Regions from separate parts of the Sus scrofa genome. Here region 2 is linked to region 1. Evidence: chromatin contacts called from public Hi-C data. All regions are on one chromosome and are shown on one strand. The core of a region is the stretch at or near the end of the contact, and the rest is flanking DNA. Distances in the headings are between cores, read along the strand shown.

What was found. Hi-C and Micro-C count contacts between places; a contact is called where the count stands out from the background.
Region 2: a Hi-C map of heart right ventricle shows a contact between it and region 1, with 2.7 times the contacts expected there. The contact joins the promoter of DMXL2 here to the promoter of TMOD3 in region 1. A contact is called at or near these places in 1 of 47 Hi-C or Micro-C datasets (heart right ventricle) and 1 of 2 datasets of contacts at active chromatin or transcription factors (alveolar macrophages).

What each region holds. Positions count from the first base shown.
Region 1 is chr1:119,947,350-119,950,564 of Sscrofa11.1, forward strand. It overlaps TMOD3 (tropomodulin 3), which reads right to left and starts at 1,446. Exons shown (of 10, transcript NM_214294.1): 1 at 1,346-1,446.
Region 2 is chr1:120,136,501-120,139,715 of Sscrofa11.1, forward strand. DMXL2 (dmX-like protein 2) reads left to right here and starts at 1,749. Exons shown (of 42, transcript XM_021095456.1): 1 at 1,749-1,988. The coding sequence starts at 1,902.

The sequences.
Region 1 (3,215 bases), core at 196-2,695:
TGAATCAAATAAATGAATTTTAAAAATTGGATATTTAGGGCTGACAATCTTGGAGTCATCTCATTTTAAAGATGATAAAGTAGAAATCCCAAGAGGTTCAAAAACAAGCAACCTAAAAGAGTTAAAATATATCGGGTATCACATTTTAATTCCTTTTTTGTTCCTTTCCTAGGAATGTGTTAGAAAGGTGATTCTAAGTATTATAAAATGACTGTGAGCTCTTAAGTAATAGGGTAAAAAAAAAAAAAAAAAAAAAAAAAAGGCCTAGGACTAGGAAGAACTTACTAGCAAAGGTAAATGAGGCTGGACAAGACTATTTTTCTAAGCCTGATACATTTTTGTAACAGACCAATTAGCAATTTTATTTACTGAAAAATTAATCTGAAGGATTCTCAGAAAAAGAAACATGAGCCACATTAAAATGTTACAAACCAAGGCAGACCGCACATAACTAACCTAAATCTCCACAGGCTTATTTCCTGTTCAAGTATGACCTCCTGGGCTAAGTTTTACTGCAGTATTCATTACCAGATGACTTTTGGTTTTAAGGGAAGCCAAGGACAAGTTGGAAATGCGATTCTTAACTAAACATTAAAAACCCCCAAAATCCAAAAAACAAAACAAAAAGCCCCCTGCGGCTGTTTCTCATTCGTTTGTAATCAGAATGCAGGCTTGCAGAGGAAACACACCACTTCTGTAAGCAAAAATAACGACCCAGTCACGTCCTCAAAACAAACCAACATACAAACTTCACAGCCGGGTCCAGCTGTGCTGCACAGGAGCCAGGAATCTATTCTAAGAGCAGATAGTTCAAAACGGCGAACGCAAGACAAGAAAGATTTCAATTAAATTAAAAAAAAAAGAAAAGGGTGTGCCCTTCTTTTTTTCTTCTTCTTTCCAACTCACTAAGCAGAAGTCTTTGAAGGAGACTCGGTGAAAAAAACCTTCAGACGCTAGTCGCCGGCTAGTAAGCCTGGGTGGGATGGATGGGGCGGATAAGCACTTCGAGTTCTCACAGCCACGGCCGGCGCGGGCTCCAGCCGGGAGGGGAAGGGGCCAGTCCCGAACCCGGCGAGGCCGGGCCGGGGAGTGATTCATCGCAAATCTGTCTTCGCGCGCCTCCACCACGGGCGACGCCCAGCGCGTCCTGCGGATCCTGCCCTGGCCCTTTTGCCCCGAAGCAGCCCCAGCGTCCTCTCGCTACCGGACAGGGATTGGGAGCGAACGAGATTCGAGCCGCGCTGCTGGAAGACAGCAACCTCTCCCTCCTCAGCCACCATGGCTGGTACGACACACTGCCGGCGCCCGCAGACGGACTTCCTGGAAAGCATCGGTCTTGGCTTACCTGCCTAGCGCCCGCTGAAGCCACCGACCTCCTTCACAGACCCGCGGGGACTGCTTGCCGCTCAGCTCCCAGTACCCGCCGGTCCGCCTGCGTCCGCCTCCCGGGGAGTTGTCGGATCCACCCGCCAGAAGCTCCCCCAACTCGACGGCGCTGGTTCCCACTCCACCGCCGACGCGCGCGCGCACTCCCAAATCGCGGAGCATCCTGGGAGCTGTAGTTCAAGCCAGGAGGGCGAGGCTCAGCGCAGATCTTGGGCTTTACTGTGTGTGGAACTTTGAAGCAGCTGCAGATGTCAAGCCTTACACTAGTCTGATAAAACTCTCTCTACTCGTAGAATTATCTACCTTCGACCCTTTGGGAGCTTTATACGTCAACTAGGGGTTCCTTAGTACAGATTTCCTCTTCACTTTGATTTTTAGTCAAAAGGCACACACCGCAGGACTTAAACCCTAGGTTGCTAATGGGAGGACAAGACATGGAGCCCTTTAAACTTATTATGAAAAACTGATAGAAAAGGAAACAAATAAAGGCTAAGGCACGAGAGTGACATAAATCAGGCGGATGTCACCTTAAGAGTATAGTGACCCTTGTGATTTCCTTAGGTTTGCAGCCAGGATGATGTCGCAGTGATCAGTTTCCATCCCATCCCATTCTTGCATTCTCAGGTGTAATGTTCAACTTTGATACACCTCAAAAATGCAGCCAATTAGAGAACTCAAGTGCCTGCTTAAGATACGTTCCAGCTACACCCAGTGCGGGAGCAGATTAATGGTTAAGACTCTGCTGCTATTTACTCCTCAGAGCAAGGAGCACCCGAGATAAATACCCTGGAATTTCATGCAATTAGCATCCACTAATTCCAGCAATAAAGATCACCAATGATGTGGGTTTTTTCAGGGGGAAAAAAAAAAAACCTCCTAAATGCAAATACTCTTGGTTGCCATTGCATCTTATTTTTTATAGCATCTTAGTGTGAATCAGTTTCTCAAATATTTTTGGAGATAACACCTGAGAGCAATTTCCTACACAATTCCACATTCAGGTTCAACTAATATTTATTGAATACTTAACCCACACCAAGAATTGTGCCAGCACTCCATTTATAATAGCTAGAATTTTGCCAGCACTCCATTTATAATAGCTCATCCAATCCTATAAACAACCCTACAAAGACTATATTAGTATTCTCCATTTCTACAGATGAGAAAAATTAAGTAAGCTGTAAAAGGTCACACAGCCAGTAACTGGAGATACAGAAATGAAAAACAGATAGCCTGATTCAAATTTTAGCATACTTTCCACTGTTGATCAGACTAATGTATATCCTAAATATTACCACATTAAGTAAGATCATCTGTGACCATGTTTCTCAAACTCAATCCAGGGAGATGGTACTCTGACCGGATGAACTGAATATCTGGATTCATTTGATAGTTCTGTATTTCATTACAAGTTAATATATAGGTATTGTGGCTAACTAAGAAGTCTCTTGTGAGTTCCTGCTACACCTCTGGGGCATTACTCCCAGGGAAACTAACCAAATGGAATTCCTTAAAAAGAAAAGCTGAGAACCTTGGCTATCCAGATATGGTTTACTTTAAGGACTTTCCTTTGCAATAATATGGCTTCTTCTGCTTTGCTCTTTAGGCAGAGAGGGCTGCGAATTCAATTTTTGACTGATTTATACTATGCCACATTCCCTCCCTGATCTTCCAATATGAGGTGTTGGACATACATTAAATATATTTTCTTTTTTTGCTCTTCAATTTAAGATTTTCCTAAGAAATGCCTTCATCTTATTCTAATTCTTTTTTCAAAAATAAAGTGAGTTTGGTGGTGGATTCTTTTTCTTTCTTCAGACAAATGTTAT
Region 2 (3,215 bases), core at 499-2,998, 190 kb after region 1:
AAGGCAGTCAAACCAGTTAGGAGCTTTTAAGATAATTCCGTGAAAAATGATGAGGTCTGAAACAAAGGTAAAGGAGGTAGAGGAGATGAAGGGCATGAATTAGGGACCTCAAAAAGGGATCCCTGTATATGGACAAGAGAGAAAACAGGTCCAAAACTGGCTCTACAGTTTCTAGTTTGGGTAACTGGGTAAAGAGTTATGCCGAATGGAAATGTCATTGGGAATTATTTTTCATTCCTCCTTTCACTAACTTCTGCTAGGTCTTTGCTGCCAATTTCCCCCACCCTTCTAATTGCCCTTCACAGTGATACCAGTCACCTTCCCAAGGCAACTGATTCTATGTACTTCTGCTCAGAAACATCTGATGGATCCCCACTGCAGGCAGAATGAACTCTTAGATTCTTAGTAGAGTATTCAAGACTACCTGTTCAGGCTGGCCACAAGCTATCTCTTAGATACATTTATCTCCTGTTAATTACCATTTCCTTTCCCCACCCTGCAAATCTTCAGCCTTAAACATTAATGTAATCTTTGCTCCTCTAACACATCCTGTCATTTTACATTTCTAAGCCTTAACTTAGGCTATTTCCTCTATTTGAAGGCAGTTTTTCTTCTTCATCTCAGCCTGCCAAAATTGGACTCAGCGTTTTGTCAGCCTCTCCGTAACACTTTACCCATCACTTTGGTCAAACGTATTCTTCCTTTTCTGTGGTTGCATAGACTTTTGTGTCTCATTCCTAAGACTGAGACACAAAATCCTCTGGCCTTCTGCCTGGTTTTAGAGACAGTTGCACCTTGGTTCTTTCTACTTCCTGCCCCAGTGACTTAATCACACATGGTATAGACTCAAAACCTTGTGACAAATTGAACTGGAGAAGAGATCTGGTCCGTGTTAGCAGACCTTCTGGCAAAATCACGCGATTCTGCAAGAATCTATGACACCACGCGTGAAAAAAGTCTAAAGGAGTTACTCGTTCCAGGGTGCTCTTTCGCTCTGTAGACCAACCGTGACAAAGGTGGGAACAAAGTAATTTGCTGTCAGGGAAGTATGGCTCCTCTAAACAGTTGCAAGATGCATTTACTATTTACATAAAATATCTTAAGCATTCTACTTTTAAAAAGCCCCAAGGGATCTAACGTCTCCTGAGATGGAATATCCGAGTGTCTTCCTGAGGTCAAGCACTGATCATCACGTAGTGTACTTGGTAATGCACTAAAGACTCAGCAAAACGGACTCTCGGTGCAACCCCAGAATGGGACTACAGCTCTGTGGGGAGTCGCCTCCGCCCGGGTGCCACCCACGAGACCGCCCCCAGCGGCCGCAGCCGGGAAGCTCCAGGGGAACTCCCGCACGTCTGCGCGCGCAATCCCGGGACAGGGATCCGCGCCGCACGCGCAATTGCCCTGGAAACCACTGCGCGCGCACGCGCAAACAAGGGGTCTGGGGAGAAAAACTGAGCTAAGGGTTTAGCAGCGGGGGGAGGGGCTTACCCTTCCATTCGACCGGCGCTCCCCTGAGGGTGAACGCGCGCACCGCCCAGCTCCCTCGGGCGGAGCGTCCCTTCCAGCACGCGCCCGGCTCGCGCGCTCCTCCGGGCCACCCCCCCCCCCCGCACCCTTGCCCTCCTCCCGCATTTGTGCGCCGGTGCAGCAGGCAGTGGGAGCATCCGGGCATTTCCGCAGCCGAGCGGCGGTCCAAGCGGGGCAGAGGCGTCGAAGGGCTCCCATGGCAGAGACAAGGCGGGGGGAAGGAGAGAGAGGGGCGAGGCCTTAAGCCGGAGCCGCGGCGGGGTGGGTCAGGAGGGAGGCGGAGCGGGAAGCACTCTCGCGGCCGGAGGAGGGCCGGGCGCAGGGCTCGCTGCGCCTCTCGCGCATTTCCCTGACCAGCCCGGGCTCCGGAGATGCATCTGCATCAGGTCCTCACCGGAGCTGTCAACCCTGGAGACAACTGCTACTCTGTGGGCAGCGTTGGGGATGTCCCCTTCACGGTGAGTGGTGTGCGGGAGCCTGAGGGGCAGAGACCCTCTGTCCCGGGCCCACGGCTCCCCGGGAGGTTGAGAGGTGGGTGTTGGTGGGCCCCACCCGCGTGCCTTTTGATTTGGGGGGCGGGCCGTGGGACCGTGAGTCCTGTGGCTGCTGTAGGAAATTACCCGTTAGGGGAAAGGATTAGGAATCCACCGCACTGCCCTCAGCAAATGGGCCCAGGGGGTGACTGGACTAGAAGGTTCCTCTCCCAGGATGGCCCTGGTTCTGCGGTAGAGGAAGGTGGTTGCAACCGCTGAAACCCCAGAGCGTCAGTTTCGTTACGCACCTGCTCTTGGCTTGCGGGTGAAGAGACTTGTCTGCGTGGAGGCGATGCTGCACCTGGCTCCCGCTGTGTTAGCGCAGCGAGGAGCCGCTGGAGCCTGTCGCTCTAAGCCCGACCCTTTCTATCTCCTGATATGCAGAATCTCCATTTCAACAAGGAAAAAAAAAAAAAAATCTGTTCTCTGCCCCCAAGAAATTTAGAATGAAACGGTTAGATTGACAGTGGCCTGGAGAGCTCTTAATTATCACGAGATCACGGTTTGGTAACCTTCCTAGATAATATGTTATTCTGTATGCACGGTAGGCTGGTCTGTTTGTTTTTAAGATAAGACAATGTGAACATTTTATGACGCTGTTTTTCTTGTTTGTGTGGCTGAAGTGTATGTAAACCATTATATGTTATAACCTCTTAAAAATCTAGATGTAGTAGACTTGTTTCTCACCGAGCTTGGATAGATTAGTCCTTTTGAGAATGGAGTGTTGTTGGTATAACCAATTCAAACCAAGCCCTAGGGCTTTTTTACCCATAGATAAACTCCCGTGGGTTAACATGAGTTTCTTTTTTGTATTAAATTTATATATGATCCATCTTAGGAGGAACTGTAGACAATGAGATAGCCATTAAGTACACATTATTATTAATGACTATTCTGCTTGATTAAATTGGAAATAGCATAATGATATGCTTTGTAGACAAGGGAAACACTTTGATCTGATGTCTGCTTTTCAGCAGCATGTTTTTAAAGCTGCAGAAATAAGAAAAGCTCCTGCAAAAGTGCAGAATCATTATGTAGCACAATGCATCCTGGAACAGAATTTATCTATCATTGTGATACACTAGAAATAAACTTATAAGATTGTTTTCTGGCTATTTTAATTTTAAATATAATCAACTTGGCTTTGTACCA